2 separate regions of the Sus scrofa genome follow, and region 2 is linked to region 1. Evidence: chromatin contacts called from public HiChIP or PLAC-seq data. All regions are on one chromosome and are shown on one strand. Each heading gives the region's core, a stretch centred on a gene start, on an enhancer-like site or on the middle of the called end of the contact. The rest is flanking DNA. Distances are from core to core; before and after follow the strand shown.

Region 1 (7,516 bases), core at 2,675-5,174:
TAATTAAGGTTAAACGAGGTTATAAGGGTGGGGCCCTTATCTGATTCTTCCTTATTTATAAGAAAAGGAAGAGGTGCTAGTAATGCACACACAGCAGGAAGGCCATGTGAGGACACAGCGAGGACCAGCCATGTGCAAGCTGAGGAGGGAGACAACCCCACCCCACCCACACCTTTCATCTTGGACTTCCAGCCTCCTGAACTGTGAGAAAACAAATTTTTGTCATTGAAGCCACCCAGTCTGTTTTATTTAGTTATGACAGCTCTAGCTAATTAAAACACCTTTTGTCTAGTTGCCTGAAAAAGGGTCTAAGGGACTATGAGTAAATAAAATACCTTGTAGTATCTGTTATCTTATATTTGTGTGGGTTTTCTTGGGGCAGACATGACTCTGGCAGCCAGCTAGAAATTCTCATGATAGTGTCTGAAATGGCCATAAGAATTGTCAGAGTAAGTGGAGTGGACATCTGCTGTCTTTGCACACCCACGTTTTCTTTCCCCTGCTCTCTAACATCACCAGGGCTTTCCCGTGAGGAGTGACCTTGTGGCTCCAAGCAGGCAGGCAACTCAGACCTAGATGAGGGGACAGAAGCCCCTTGCCAGAATGATTGGGGGTGTTTGTGTGGCAGTCACAGCCATTTACCATCAACCCTCATGCTCTTATGGGAGTTCCTTGGAAATTTCTGCTGTATTTACTTACATGATAGGATGTAATAAGCCTGGCACTGCTGGTGGCCATTTCTTAGAGAATTAAGTCAAAACAGGGGAAGTCCAATTAGACAGGAAGAAGAAGGTACACTTCTGATAGTATTCTTAGAAAAGCAACATTGAGCCATCCCTAGGCCTAAACTTGGACTTGCCCATTTCAAGAACCAATCAATCAATCCATTTTTTGCATAAGCCTGTTTATGTTGGCTCTCTGGCTCTTGCAGCCAGAAGAGACATTTTGGTTATCACTGTAGCTGAAGATTAAAAAAGAGATTTAAAACTCTGACACAGACGTCTTTGCATTCTTCCAACTCATCCAAACTTCTCTTAAGCTTCTGGCAATCCTGTGCTCAGATTCCACATTCTCTCTGGTAGCCTTCTTCTTTTGTCTCTCGCCTCCTGTACAATTCTTGAGGTGCCCACCTTATGCTACCTTGCCCTGTTATTTTGCGTGTGTGCAAGTTCTGAACCCCACAGCCTAGATAGAGTAATGGAAAATAAGTAGCCTGGAAAATTACCAGAGAAATTGTTCTTGAAGTTTTTTGGGTTGGTTGGTTGGGGAAGTGTGAAAGAGAAGGCTGTCCCTGGATGGAAGGAATATCCTTCAGCCTTCATGAGCCAGATAGGAGTGGAAGTAAAGACCCTGCAGCAGGTGTCTGCAGGCTCCGCCAGAAGTAACAAGGATGGTGATGGTGGAGCACAGGTAGTCTGTTACTTCGATGTTGGGGAGGGGCCAGCAGGAGTTAAAGGGCTACTTTATTATTTTTTTTATTAGGATATAGTTGATTTAGAGTTACATCACTTTCTGCTGTACAGCATGGGGACTCAGCCATATATATTCATTCATTCTTTTTCCTCATACTCTCTTCCATCATGTTCTGTCCCAAGAGATTGGATATAGTTCCCTTTGTTGTATAGTAGGACCTCATTGCTTATCCATTCTAAATGTAATAGTTTGCATCTCTCAGCCCCAAACTCCCTGTCTATCCCACTTCCTCGTTCCTCCCCTTTGGCAACCACAAGACCTGTCTCTAGATAGGTTCATTTATGCTCTATGCTCTATTTTAGATCCCACGTATAAGTGATATCATATGGTATTTTTCTTTTTCTTTCTGATTTACTTCACTTAGTACGAGAATCTCTAGTTGCATCCACGTTGCTGCAAATCACATTATTTTGTCCTTTTTGTGGCTGGATAATTTTCCATTATGTATATGTATAACATCTTAATCCATTCATCTGTCAGTGGACTTTTAGGTTGTTTCCTTGTCTTGGAAATAGTGTTGCAATGAATATAGGGGTACGTGTATCTTTTTGAATGAAAGTTTTGCCTGGTATATGCCCAGGAGTGGGACTGCTTGATCATGTAGTAGTTCTAGATTTAGTTTTCTGAGGAACATCCATACTGTTTTCCAAAGTGGTTATACCACTTTACATTCCCACCAACAGTGTAGGAAGGTTCTCTTAGCTCCACACCCTCTCTAGCATTTGTTATTTGTAGACTTGTCAATGGTGCCCATTCTAATGGGTTTGAGGTAGTACCTCATTGCAATTTTGATTTTCATGTCTCTAATAATTAGTGATGTTGAGCATTTTTTCATGTGCCTGTTGGCCATCTGTATATCTTCTTTGGAGAAATGTCTATTTAGATCTTCTGCCCATTTTTAAATTGGTCTTTTTTTTTTTCTGTTGAGTTATATGAGTTGTTTGTATGTTTTGGAGATTAGGCCTAAAGGGCTGCTTTTGAGAAATAGACTCATTTCTGGTTTTCTAACTGTAGTGGGTTGAATAGTGTCCCCACTCACAAATTCATGTCCACCAGGAACCTCAGAATGTTATCTTATTTGAAAATGGTATCTTTTAGATGGGATTATTTAAGGGTCTGAAGATGAAATCATTCAGGATTTAGGTGTGCTCTAAATCCAGTGGCTGGCATCCTTGTGAGAGAGGAGAGGAGTCAGAAACAACTATAGGAAGAGGACCATGTGAAGAGAGGCAGAGATTGTGGTTATGCTTGGCCACCAGCCACAGAATACCAGGAGCCATCAGGAGTTAGAAGAGGCAGGGGAAGGGCTCTCTCCTGTAGCCTATGGAGGGAGCCTGGCCCTGCCCACATCTTGATTTTGGAACTCTGGGGTCCAGCATTGTGAGAAATAAATTCCTATTGTTTTAAGACACCAAATATTTGGCAATTGGTTATGGCACCCATTGGAAACGAATGCCCTTGTGAACCTCTGAGTATGGGAAAGTGGGAAGAAGGTTAAAAACTCTACGAGATGACTTTGCTTGAGAGGGGGGAGAGTTCATGTCAAACTTCATTGGCATTGAGATCACAAAGAACAGGGCTGTTGCCCATGTAAGTTCCACCTCATGCCTTTAATGCTAATTAATCAGATGCTGACAAGCCTTGTATGTTATCGGCTGGCCCTTCCCTGTCAGGCAAAGCAGAGCTTTGCTGAGCTTTTTGCACTTTTTTTCAGAAGGGGAAGGGACTGAAAAATAGGGAGCATGATGATTTTCCTATGGATATTCTGCAGTATGCTCTGGCACCCTGACAATTTGGCCATCTGCTTCATGGAGGTAGTCCAGCACCATCAAAGAGACAATATAATTTCTGTCACTTCTTAGAAAAGCATCCTTGTAACACCACAGTCATTTAGTGGCTTCATTGTGTAGCAGTGTAAATGGTCTCTACTAGGGTCACCATGCATCCCGTTTTGCCTCGGACGGTCCCAATTTATGAGTGTTGTCCCAGCCTAATTAATTATAGTCCTTCCCCTTTCACTTTGAAAAGTGCCCCTGTTTGGATGATAAATGATATGATAACCTCAGTTATGACACAATTCCTTATAATTTTTTTTACAAAAAAAAAACCCTCTTAAACTTTGCAAATTGATTTACTTTCCTTTTTTTTGCCAACCCCACAAGATTACTTAGTTACAGTGTTTTAGAAACATAGATGGATTTTTTTTTTTTAAGGGAATTTTGCTCAGGAATGAGCAAAGGAAAGTTTGTAATTGATTCGTTTCCTAAAGACTGGTTGGCTCAGGCTACCTCATCCCTCTCCCCAGGCCAATGCCCCCCCCCCATGCCCCACCCCCACCCCTGTTCCTTCCCTCCCTGCTTTTCTACTTTGGCCAGCACAGCCATGCTTCTCTCCAGTGAAAGGAATTTGGCAACTTTAGCAGTGTGACCAACTGCATACAGCCATGTCTGCAAAGCAGGTGGAAGCTGGCATTCTGCCCAAGCCTGGCCAGACAGCTTCATAAATCCTGCCCTTACCGCAGCCCTGAATTACTTTTCATGACACAAAGCCAAGCTGTGTTATTCACCTAATGCCCCGATTTACAGTTCCCAAGACAAAAGAACATACAGATAGAGTTTCAGGGCTCTGTTTGCCTTCCCGTTTATCTAAAAGGTTAGTTTCAGGTCAAGCTCAAGAAACCTGACAAATGGTGGTGAATAAACCTAAAAATAAATTAAGTGCAAGTGGGAAACTTAAGCATTCCTTGTGCTTATGCCAAAAGAAAACTCAGCCCAATTTACATTCTTTTAATATCTGAAACAAGCAGCTGTTCTCTTATTTGTGCCGTATGACTGATTATGCTTCCCATCAGCTTGTGTGCATGTGCCTGCATGTGCTTATACATAAGGCACATGTGTACACACACACACACACATATACACACGTCTGTAGAGTCCCTGTTTAGGCATTTGTTCTTGTGTCTTCAGGGGGTTAATGGAAGACTTAATTAGTTGCACTTTGAGAAAAGTACTCATCTGAAGCAATGTCTTGGTGGCCCCAGAATGCCACCCTATGTCCTGTCAAGCCCAGGAATACTAGGACTTCAAGTCAGAAATCTCATCACCCTAAAAACAAGAAAATCAGCCCTAGGAGTGCAGGTACTTGGACAAAGAGAAGAGTTGTTGTATCATATTCATGGGAACAAAGGCCAAGCTGTTCATTCTTGCAGAGGCTTGGGACTGTGGCATGCTGGAGGCACGTTGTATCTTCCATGAATGCCTAGTATGCCCATTAGTTTCTTGCTTTGGTTTTGCTTTTAAATGTATTTCTTCCATGAATGCCTAGTATGCCCATTAGTTTCTTGCTTTGGTTTTGCTTTTAAAATGTATGTATTTTTTAAATAGAAATACATTTTTAATCAGCTGTGTCTGCTCTTAGTCTCTTTCTACCTCCCACCTTCTTTCAACCCCATTCTCGGGAGGCAGTCCGATGATAAGATAATGAGAAATGGGATGGTCTAATTAACAGAATAGCCTCAATTCAGTGCTTTCTCTTAGTAGGGCTAATGATTTTATGAAAGTAGATGGAGGCTTGGCAATGAGTGGGTCTCTCATTGGCCAAGAGAACCACCAATTGAAAATGGCTCTGCAGAAGCCCTCAGGGTGCCAGACGTCTACTGGAAAGATGTCTACCCTGACAGGCTGCTGGAATAGCATGTAATTCCCCAGGCCTGGGTTAGAGGCGTTTCTTTGGAAAAAAGTAGACCACATAATTCTGCTTTCCCACTTCAAAAAACTTCATCTACCCTTGAGATTTCTTCTACTGCTGTGATGTAAATTTTTCCTCCTCCCATTCTCCTTTCCTACCTACCCATGCCTAATTTGTCTATTCGTGGTGTTGGGATATAGATATCACTAAGGGATATAAGATGTTTTTAGAGAATAGACACATTGATCCCATCCAGATTTCACAGAGAGTTTGTAGATTCCAGCTGGCCCTGTTAGCAAGTATTAGAATAAGTGCAAAGTGTTTTCTAAAGACCAAGACAGGAAACCCACCACTGTCGAGACTCTGCATGGAAATAGGAAGTATAGCAGATGACTGTATTTCAGTGACTGGTTTGACAAATTTGCCATGTGGTTCCTAGACGGTAGTGCATGGACATTTGGGGTAAAAAATGTCTTGTTGAGTGGCTCGGGGGACAGACCCGCTCCATGGCACTGTTAGCAGCCACATTTGTTTTGACATCCTCTCAGCTCTCACCCTTCCCACATGTGCTACTAGGGTCCTACTGCAAGCTTTCCCCCCAAGAGATCTCTTCATCCACAAACACAAAAGGCCAGAAATATGGGGATTTCATTCCCCCAGGAGCAGCCCTCGGCCAGTGACACAGGGGAGTTGGAGGATGGGTGCCCCAGTGGGGACAATCTCAATGGGTTTTGCACAAACCCCAAACATTCCACAATGGGATGGCATCCCCATTTCCCACAGGGGCCGCTCTTCTCACTAGTGCAGCACTGAATGGCTTCTTGCCTTCTCATCTCATTTTCCCTCTCCACTTCACATGCTTCCCACATCCTCTCACAAATAAAGTTCTTATATTCAAACCCTTGTTTGGGGTCACCTTCTTGAGGATCCAACCTAAGAAAGCCCAGTATGAAGATATTTCTAAAAAAGCAAGGTGAGACCATGGTAACTATGGGACTTATGTATGAAGAACAGTCTCCAAAAGGAACTTGAAAACTACATAGAGGATGTGGCCCCAGAGTACCTGAGTAGATGGATGGGGGTTATAGAATATCAGCTTCCATGTCCAAGTATACTTGTGAAAAGGGCAATGTGTGCGTAGGCAGGTGCACATGTGCAAGCAAGGGGGGAGGCAGATGGTGCGGAGAAACTAGGTGAGGATTTCTAGTCTTTCATTATTAGGATTATGACTGGGAAGACAAAGCATCGCTTTGAGATTTGTCTGTGTGTTTGAAAAGGCGGTTGAATGTTATTAATGTGTTCCAGGAAGTACTGAACACCAACTTGAAGCTTTTATCAGCTTTTCTTTGCTCTAATTTCTAAAGCAGAAATGCCTTCCCTCCAAATACTCTATTACAGGAACATATGAAATTAATGAAACATATCATTACTTTTACAATGGCCAAATTGTAGATTTGTCACAGTACAGAGACAGAAACTCATTAAGTCATTGTGCTTCTGCTTCACATTTTATAGTGTATTAAAAGAAAAAGAAATTTCCAAACCTACCAAACCTTCTTTTTTCCTATTGTCTCTCTGAAACTTCTTTTATAGTTCAAGATGCAAATCATCTGACTTATCTCTTTATGCCTGTAGTATTGGTGGAACAGAAATTAAGAATATGTGTGGCTGAAAATGAGATTCTCAATTTGGGGTTGTGAATTTCATGGTTTATTTGAAAACTAGGATAGAGTTGACAAGCCTTGCATTCTTTGAGCAGATGGGGAGGACAGCAGCATTTTTCTCTATCAGCCCGTCAGAGCTCTTCCCTCATATCTTTCAGGGAAACTGAATTATTTATCCCATTGGGTTTGGGCATTTTAGCGAATGTCAGCACAGTTGCCGTGTGGAGCCAAGCTGATGGCTCAGTTACCCTCTGTATTATATTGAACAATGCTGCATCTTTTGAGTGGATGCTGTGACTGTAGCGAAGAGTGATATGAGAAACCAGGTGTAAATCATGCTAATACTGGTCAGTTCTCCTTCAAGACTCTGTCCCTCCACTGAACTGTAATCAAACTCTTTGAAAGAATAAGAAAATTCTCTCAAACCAATGCAGACCAATGCTTCTTCATTGCCTTCTAATTTCAAAGTCACTTTGCATTTTAAAAAGTATTAGACAGTAACAGTTTGACATGACTTATTTTTAAATAGCTGAAAACTTTTTTCACTTTGGAAATAAAGCAAACAAAATTTTTCATCAGGCACTTGACCAAAAAAATTTCCTTATGACCTTGATCATGGAGCTTTGTCCTTCTTGTCTTATTTTGGAAAGTCATCTAGGAAAGGATTGTTGAGGGAGAAAAATAGATTTCCT
Region 2 (7,516 bases), core at 2,659-5,158, 67 kb before region 1:
AGGTTTTTTTTTTTTTTTTTCCACATTGCTCACTATCTTCCTTAATCTTTCAATTTTGCCATCGACAAATTCAATGACTTTTCACCTCATCTATCTTCTCGGTTGTTAATAAATATACTGAAGAATAGTGGTCCTAGTATTGATTGATCCTAAAGGAGCTTCCCTATTAATCACTTCAATCTTAAGGCTAGTTATTTTTTTCTTACTCTTTGTGTCTCCCTGTTAACTACTCTTTATTCTATGGTCAGATTTAAAACATTCACACCGTAGTAGTTTTTTATTCCATTCTTAGTACTTCTCATGAATAGTTTTCCCACAGTTCCACAGTTTTCATGTGTCTTAGAGTCTGAACCTCTGCCTGTGTGTCACGAGGGGCTGGATGGGATGACCTCCTTATTCTAACAGGATCTGGTCTATCTTTGTCCCAACTGGAAACCAAACAGGTGCCAGGGTCTGTCACAGAGAAGAATAATTAGCACGTCCATTAACTTGGGTCCTGTTAACACAGCCAGTATTAACTTTAATTACTGGTAGATTTCAGCTGAGCTCTTCTGTCTATAAGTGACCGCTGGTAAATGATAGTATATATGATTTGACATATATCATCCATACTGAGGGCTAATCTGTAGTCAACTTTCACACAACTGCTGAAGGTTCTAAGCTAATGGGTTAAAAATATGTAGGTATGATTGTGATACAAGAACCTGAAGGCATTTTTTCTTGCTGTTTTTGCTAAGTCAAAATATGGGTATTTATAATATAATTAAATATAAATATATTAAAATATTAAGTGTAATGCTTTACCTTTAGTAGTGTTTATTATCTCTAGACTATATCTGTATCTATCTATATCTATATAAGACAAAAGTTAAAACCACTTTTTCCCCATCAGTTCCATTTCTGCCATCATGTGAAGTTATGTTGTCGCCAGATAGTACAGTGGGTTCCTGTCATGGCAACGCTGTGTGTTTTCCCTGCAGAGAGGCTCCTGCCTGCTGAGCCCACATGTAATAATAGGCGCAGATCACAAACCACATTGGCCTGGCTGAGAGACAAAGAGTGTCATAGCTTTACCTCCCCAAGCAGATGCTAGAGATGGCCAGATTCCAAGTTCCTCTTGCTCTTCTCTCTGAAACATAGCATCCTTTTGCCCCATGTATGTTGCAGCTCTGACTTATTAATAGTCTGCAGATTATACTAGCTACTGACAATTTGGGTAGTTATTCAGAATCATCCAACACCCCCTTTCCTGATCTGTTAACTCTCTGACACCTACTGGCCAGGACCTTACAGTTACACTGCTATAAAGTAAATCATGCTTGTTTTTATGTGAAGAATAATAATAAGCATCGTTGTTATCATACTTGTCAGGTACTGAGGCCTATAGGCTAAGTACTTCTATATATTACTTCAGTATTTCTCAGTACTTAAAGTATTGTTTTTCCCATTACTTGAACTTGGGTAGAGTGCGGTGCAGAAAAGCTTAATACCTGGCCCAAAGTCTGAAGGTTAGTCCTTTGTGAGGCTGAGCCTGGAACTCTACCCAGATTGATTCCAAATTTGGATATTCGACATTCCACCAAACCACGAGGGGCTTTTAGGAAAAATCCCCATGCGAATAGGGGAGTTACAACAAGTCACAGAATCCCTTTTCTTCCTTTTTAGAAGTACCATTAGAAAAAGACGTCAGATTTCACAGAAATTGTTCTAAAATAGATCACACACTGTCACTAAACAGAGACTTCTCAGGGGCAACCTGGGGAAACTTGGCCTTTGGAGCTGAGTTACTGACTTCCCATCTGTGTGACCCAGGTAAGGACTTGACCTCTTACAACCTCAGTTTACTTATCTGGGGAACCTGGAAACAATACCAGCCACACTGGGGCCCTGTTCTGACCTGTAGTCAGCTGATGTATTTCAAGCAGCCAGATGACACTAGCAACTACTTTGTGTTATTCTCAGTCTCAGCAACAGTGATTAGTTCCGTTTGCCTTCTGCATCCTTTTGTTCTTGAAAGCAATGTACAGAATGGATTTAAATGTACAAGTGGCAGCACTGGTCAGATTGAAATATATCAACAGTTATGACGTTTGCTGTGAGCCATGTGCAGAGTTGGAGCAACATCAGCCGAAAATGGGCAAGATGCTCCCCTGCGACCCTCCTCTTCCTTGGCGTCCTCCACCCCTTCAGCCTCTGCCACCTGCTCTGCCCCAGAGCCAGCAAAGGGATTTCTTCCCACACATTGGGATCCCCAGGCTAGCTGGTGGATCCCCCAGCTAGTGTATCCAAACACTGCTGGTCCCAGGACCCAGTCTCAGAAGTGGGTCTCTGTAGAGTGAGCGGCAGGGGACCTTGGGTACCTGATCAGAGCCTCAACAGCCATCCAGTTCAAGCCTATGTGTCCAGGTCCAGAGGGTCACATCCTGCTCCCCAAAGAGGGAGATAATGACCATCACTCTTGTCTTTTCATCCAGAAAGTGTACCCTAGGGGAGGCGTGGGGTCCATTCTTGGCATTTCTAGCTATGTGACGTGGGCTAGGTCACTACATCTCATTTTTCATGAAACGGATATAGCAAGATGCACATCACTGTGTTGTGAAGAGAGTAAATGAGCAAGTGTGAAAGCACTGAGTGTGCATTGCTGCCATAACATACCCCTTTTCATCATTCCTGCCCCACCTGATCCACTAAAGATCTTGTGAAGTAGTAAATTGTTATTGTGATGACATCAGCAGCTGTTTTACGGGCTAGGAAATAGTGGCTAAAAGGAATGAAGTGATTTTCCCAGCTTTGGTTCCATGGTGAGTTAACACGGGGATGGTTCACCTGCAGCCCGTTTCCTGCTCCTGGAGGCTATCTGTGCTCTCGCCAGAGCAAGGAGGTCCTCTTGAAGCTACCCTGTGCATTCAGTCATCTGGCACGCTCCACATGCATCTTCCGAGAATGCTGGGTTGCTTTGTGCTGCCCAGGGGGAAGCAGTTCCCTTGCACAGATAGCTGAAAACTCCTGCCATAGATCTCACTTTGGAGCCCTGCACAGTAACCCTTCCCCTGATCACTCGCATAAAAAGTGAGTAACCTGGGAATAATCCCTAGACCTTCTCTTAACTGCTCCATCTCTCTGGCTTACGCTCACTTCCCCATCGTGCACACATGATGCACAATTTCAGTTCACTCACGTTTTGGACTCTGGGTCACTCCAGTGCCTTGGGCACTTAGCTCTCTTTGTTCCCCACCATGCCCACCGTACCTACACCTTCTTTGTGTGCGTGTTCATTTAATTAGTAAATGTTATTTTTTTAGAGTGGTTTTAAGTTCACAGCAAAATGGAGCCGAAAGTACAGAGAGTCCCCATGGACCCTTTTGCCCCCCTGCCACACACCACCTTCTTTTTTTTGAAGCTAAGATGACAATGCGACTTTCCCATTGGGTTCTTTGTACATGAAATGCTACTTCTCAGTTGAACTGCCTGAGCACAATGCAATAAAGAATCCATAACAATAGCTGCAATACTGTGCATTACTATTCTAATCATATATTTTATTGGAAGCCGTATACCTCTTAAAACCAGCATTTCATTTGCCTCCTTTGCCTTATAGAAACCCCACCGCTGTGACAACGGTAGGAGCAAAGCTAATGTTCTTTTCCAAATTCTTGCTTAGATTCAGAGCAAGAAAGAAAATGTGAAAGAAAGAGAAAAATCACACAGTCATTTCCAGCCATTTGTGTTAAAATACAAAGAAAACAAGGCACATTCAAAAATGATGTGCCGGGCAGCCTCCATTAATATTTATTTTGGCATTAATATTGATAAGAAAGTACTTTGTAGCTGGGCTTTGTTGCCTCCCCCAGTGTCCTCCAGCTCTCTGTTCTTCGGGCTGGTGGCCATTAGCTCACATCTCCCTCTGTACCCAGAGCCTCTGAGAGGCTTGGCGGGCCTCCAGCTCACTTACGCTTAAATGGACACTCAAGATCCGACAGACACACAGCTAAATAGAGGCCAATAATTCAATACAGTATGACTGTACTGGGGCTGCTAGTAAATCCATCAAGCAGTAAATATCATCTGAAGCCAATGCAAGCTTTTATCTTTCCAATTTTTTTGTATGTCTGAGCGAAGCCCAGGCATTCAGCGAATCATGTAATTTATTCTGCGGTGCCAAGCCTGGGCTGTCTCAGGCATCATATTGACTTTTTTTTTCCCCATCTGTCAGGGGCAGTCAGCAGCGCTGCTATTGTGGGAGCGCATCACGTTACATCTATTTATTTATTTATTTCTGCTGCTGCTTTGTAGAATGATTGGGCAAGAACGCATTATCTCAGATCAACGAATACTAAGAAAAGCATCTGAACATCATTACGACAGCATGTTAAACATTTGTCCTACCCAGTTTGTTAAATCAGCAAATGTATTTCCGGCAAATGCTTGTAATTGTTCATAAAGGGCTCCCTACTGCAGGGTTTTATTAAGCTGAAAATATGGCCTGTTTTTTTCTTCAGCTCTTTAGGTCATCACTGATGCCTGTATATTGTAAATAATGCTGAACAGCTGTTGTCTTGACCTGCTCTGTGCGTGTGTGTGTGTGTGTGTCTGTGTCTTTCTCCATACAGACACACAACTTGCTGTATCTCTGAATGTTGCACACATATTTTGTGCACATGAGTAGGTCAGTATGGCATAAAGCAATGTATATTGGCAAAGTTAATAGGATGATTAAGTTAATGATTAGGTTGTGGATTCCAATGGTTAGAAAATATCTTTGCATGAACCAATTAAAATTAAGACTGGGAACAAAGCTCTTTTGTTTACTCTTGTTATCTTACTAAAAACTTAAAAAAGTATAAGCCCTAAATTTGAATGTTAGTTCATACTCTCTTGGTCTTGCTTCTATGTAACCTACAAATGGAGAAGAGAGGCAAGAGGGAGAAGGATGTTCCCAAAGTCCTTCCTTCACAATGGGATCTGAGACCACTAAGGACAGACACAGCCAGTGGCACATAGAATGACTGGTACTCACATTCCAAGTACAGCCTGCTTCCCTGAGGACCTTTTCCTAAGCCCTCCAGCCCTTTCTCTAAAGCCAGTTATTCTGCTTCTGAGATTCAGTTTGACTCTCAGTTGATTCTACTTAGGTTTGATTAATGTCCAACTCTGGGAGCACATATCACAGAAACGTATTTTAAAAGTAAGTGTCTTGATCTTCTTAAAGTAAATACACATTATAAATACACTTTCTAGAAGCATCAGTGCAGAGTATGCGAATGGAGCCGTGCCTTAGAACTAGTTTTGTTTGCCCAACTTCTCCTTAAACATGTTCGAAGAAGAACAGATAGTTTTATATATGACCAGAAGTGAGGCAATTCATATTTTTAAAAGAGGCAGAATCAACATTGTTTTGAGAACCTGCTTCCTCCATATGTATTATCAGATTAAAAAAAGTAACATCCCATACCTCTGGAAGCCTTCACATTCTTTGAAAAAAATACTTGTAGCTTGTACTTGAAAGAAAATATCTCCCTGTGAACTGATCGTGAAAAATGACTTTGCAGAGTTCCCGTCGTGGCCCGGTGGTTAACGAATCTGACTAGGAACCATGAGGTTGCAGGTTTGATTCCTGGCCTCGCTCAGTGGGTTAAGGATCTGGCGTTGCTGTGAGCTGTGATGTAGGTCATAGGCGTGGCTCAGATCCCACATTGCTATGGCTTGGCACAGGCTGGAGGCTATAGCTCTGATTGGACCCCGGGCCTGGGAACCTCAATATGCCGTGGGTGCGGCCCTAGAAAAGGCAAAAAGACAAAAAGACAAAAAAAAAAAAAAAAGACTTTGTATTTCATGCTCTGTTATTAGTGTCACTACCTCAGAAAAAATCAAATTGGTTTCTAATGCCACATCTGACCAGGAGAATCTAGGTAAACATGAGTCTTGTTCTGAGATTGGATGAAGTCATTGCTCACATTTCCTGGGTATACAGTTAGATGCGTCCTTCTCCCCCACATGGCTGAGAACATCAATTCATATGTTTACTTCCCTTTTATTAACCTCTAGTTAGAAAGTCCTGCACAGTACATGCTGCCTTTAGTATGCCAAAGAGCAGCTACACTGTCTTTCTAAAGAAACACGTTAAAAGGCAACTCACCAAGCCATTTTCTAACACCTGAGAGCAATTAATGTAAGCAGAGACAGGAAACATCATTAATTATTTAAAATAAAATGAATATGTAATGCTGACCTTCTCCACCTGCCTTCAGTTTTATACTTACAATTGAATAAACCCAAGGGAACACAAAACCCACAAGGCACTTCGCATTGCAGTTTGCAGCAAGGCAGGCAGTGGTTACAGTGCAAGCTACCTGGTGGGCTGCATTCAGCCCAGAGAGATTGATGTGGGAGCCCAGGATACCTGATGAGGGCTGGTGAGACCTCCAGCTCCACGAATAGGAGGGACCAGCTTCTTGGACAAGCTTTCTCTGCCCACTGGCTTTCCCAGTTTCATTATTTTATATTCCTACCATCTTAAGGGGGAGGACTAATATTTCTGTTGTTATATATTTCTGAATATAGAATGTGTATGCACACATACACACACACACGTATATATATTGTTACTTCTGTTTATTTGCTCATATAAAGTTGTTAGTCTTTTCTTTTTCACAGTTAGCCTATTTTGGGAAAAGATAGGAAGTGGTAAATGTGGGCCAAGCTTATTTGGGAAGTCCAGAGAGATGTGTTTATATAGCTGCAATATCGAGTTGCTGGAATTAAATGAATCATCTGCTTTCTTAACAGAGAGTCTTTCTGCAAATAGGAGAACCTAGACATTCTCTAAGGGCAGTGTCACCGATGGGGGCTGGGTATGGGTACATGAAGGGAGCATGGAGTTTATTACCTAATGCAATTGCTTCGCATGACATGTGGCATGAGCCAGGATTTGGCATGGCAGTGGTTGAAGATTTTCAGAGCAAAGCCTATTAGACACAAAGTACAAAAAGTTCTTTGTGACTGTTCAAGCTAAACAAGGCTTTAAGTGCTGCTGTCTGTTTTTCCCTTGACCTATGTAAGTGATTCCAAGAAAACTCACAGAGGGCTTGGTACAGAATGATCCAAGCTTCCAACTTTGTCATGCTCTTAAGATCCTTACACAGATATTCATAGACTTGGGCTAATAGTTCTCAGTTGCAAGGCTTGGTCATGACTATCAAGGCAAAATTGATTATTGGTTTCTGGGACCAGATTTATCACAGAGCAACTCCTTGGACAATTAAGAACCTTTCTGACTTTCTGCTATGAAACTTTAATTATATTTTAAGGAAATTGTCCATTCATATTGCACAGAACCCAATCTCAAACAGGTTTCATTGGAGAAGCTAAAAAAAAGATATGGGGGCTCATTTGCTGCTAGTAATTACAGATAAACAGTGATCAGTATTTTTTTTATGCTACCTTCATAATCCTATGTCCAAAAAGGCTTTGTTCCTTTTATCATGCCATTATACACCTTAAAATTTAATGTGAATGA

The links. HiChIP or PLAC-seq counts read pairs in DNA pulled down with a chosen protein or histone mark.
Region 2: an H3K27ac HiChIP or PLAC-seq map of skeletal muscle shows a contact between it and region 1, with 2.4 times the contacts expected there. The contact joins two enhancer-like sites. A contact is called at or near these places in 3 of 47 Hi-C or Micro-C datasets (embryonic fibroblasts and psoas muscle) and 1 of 2 datasets of contacts at active chromatin or transcription factors (skeletal muscle).

What each region holds. Positions count from the first base shown.
Region 1 is chr2:127,518,464-127,525,979 of Sscrofa11.1, reverse strand. No RefSeq gene overlaps it. Among named protein-coding and RNA genes, the nearest start is that of CSNK1G3, 510 kb to the right of the region's middle. Within about 2 kb of position 3,924, at least 16 of the 83 cell types and tissues checked have an H3K27ac peak or open chromatin away from gene starts, as enhancers often do. A contact at or near this core is called in skeletal muscle, where this site is marked.
Region 2 is chr2:127,585,378-127,592,893 of Sscrofa11.1, reverse strand. No RefSeq gene overlaps it. Among named protein-coding and RNA genes, the nearest start is that of ZNF608, 570 kb to the left of the region's middle. Within about 2 kb of position 3,908, at least 15 of the 83 cell types and tissues checked have an H3K27ac peak or open chromatin away from gene starts, as enhancers often do. A contact at or near this core is called in skeletal muscle, where this site is marked.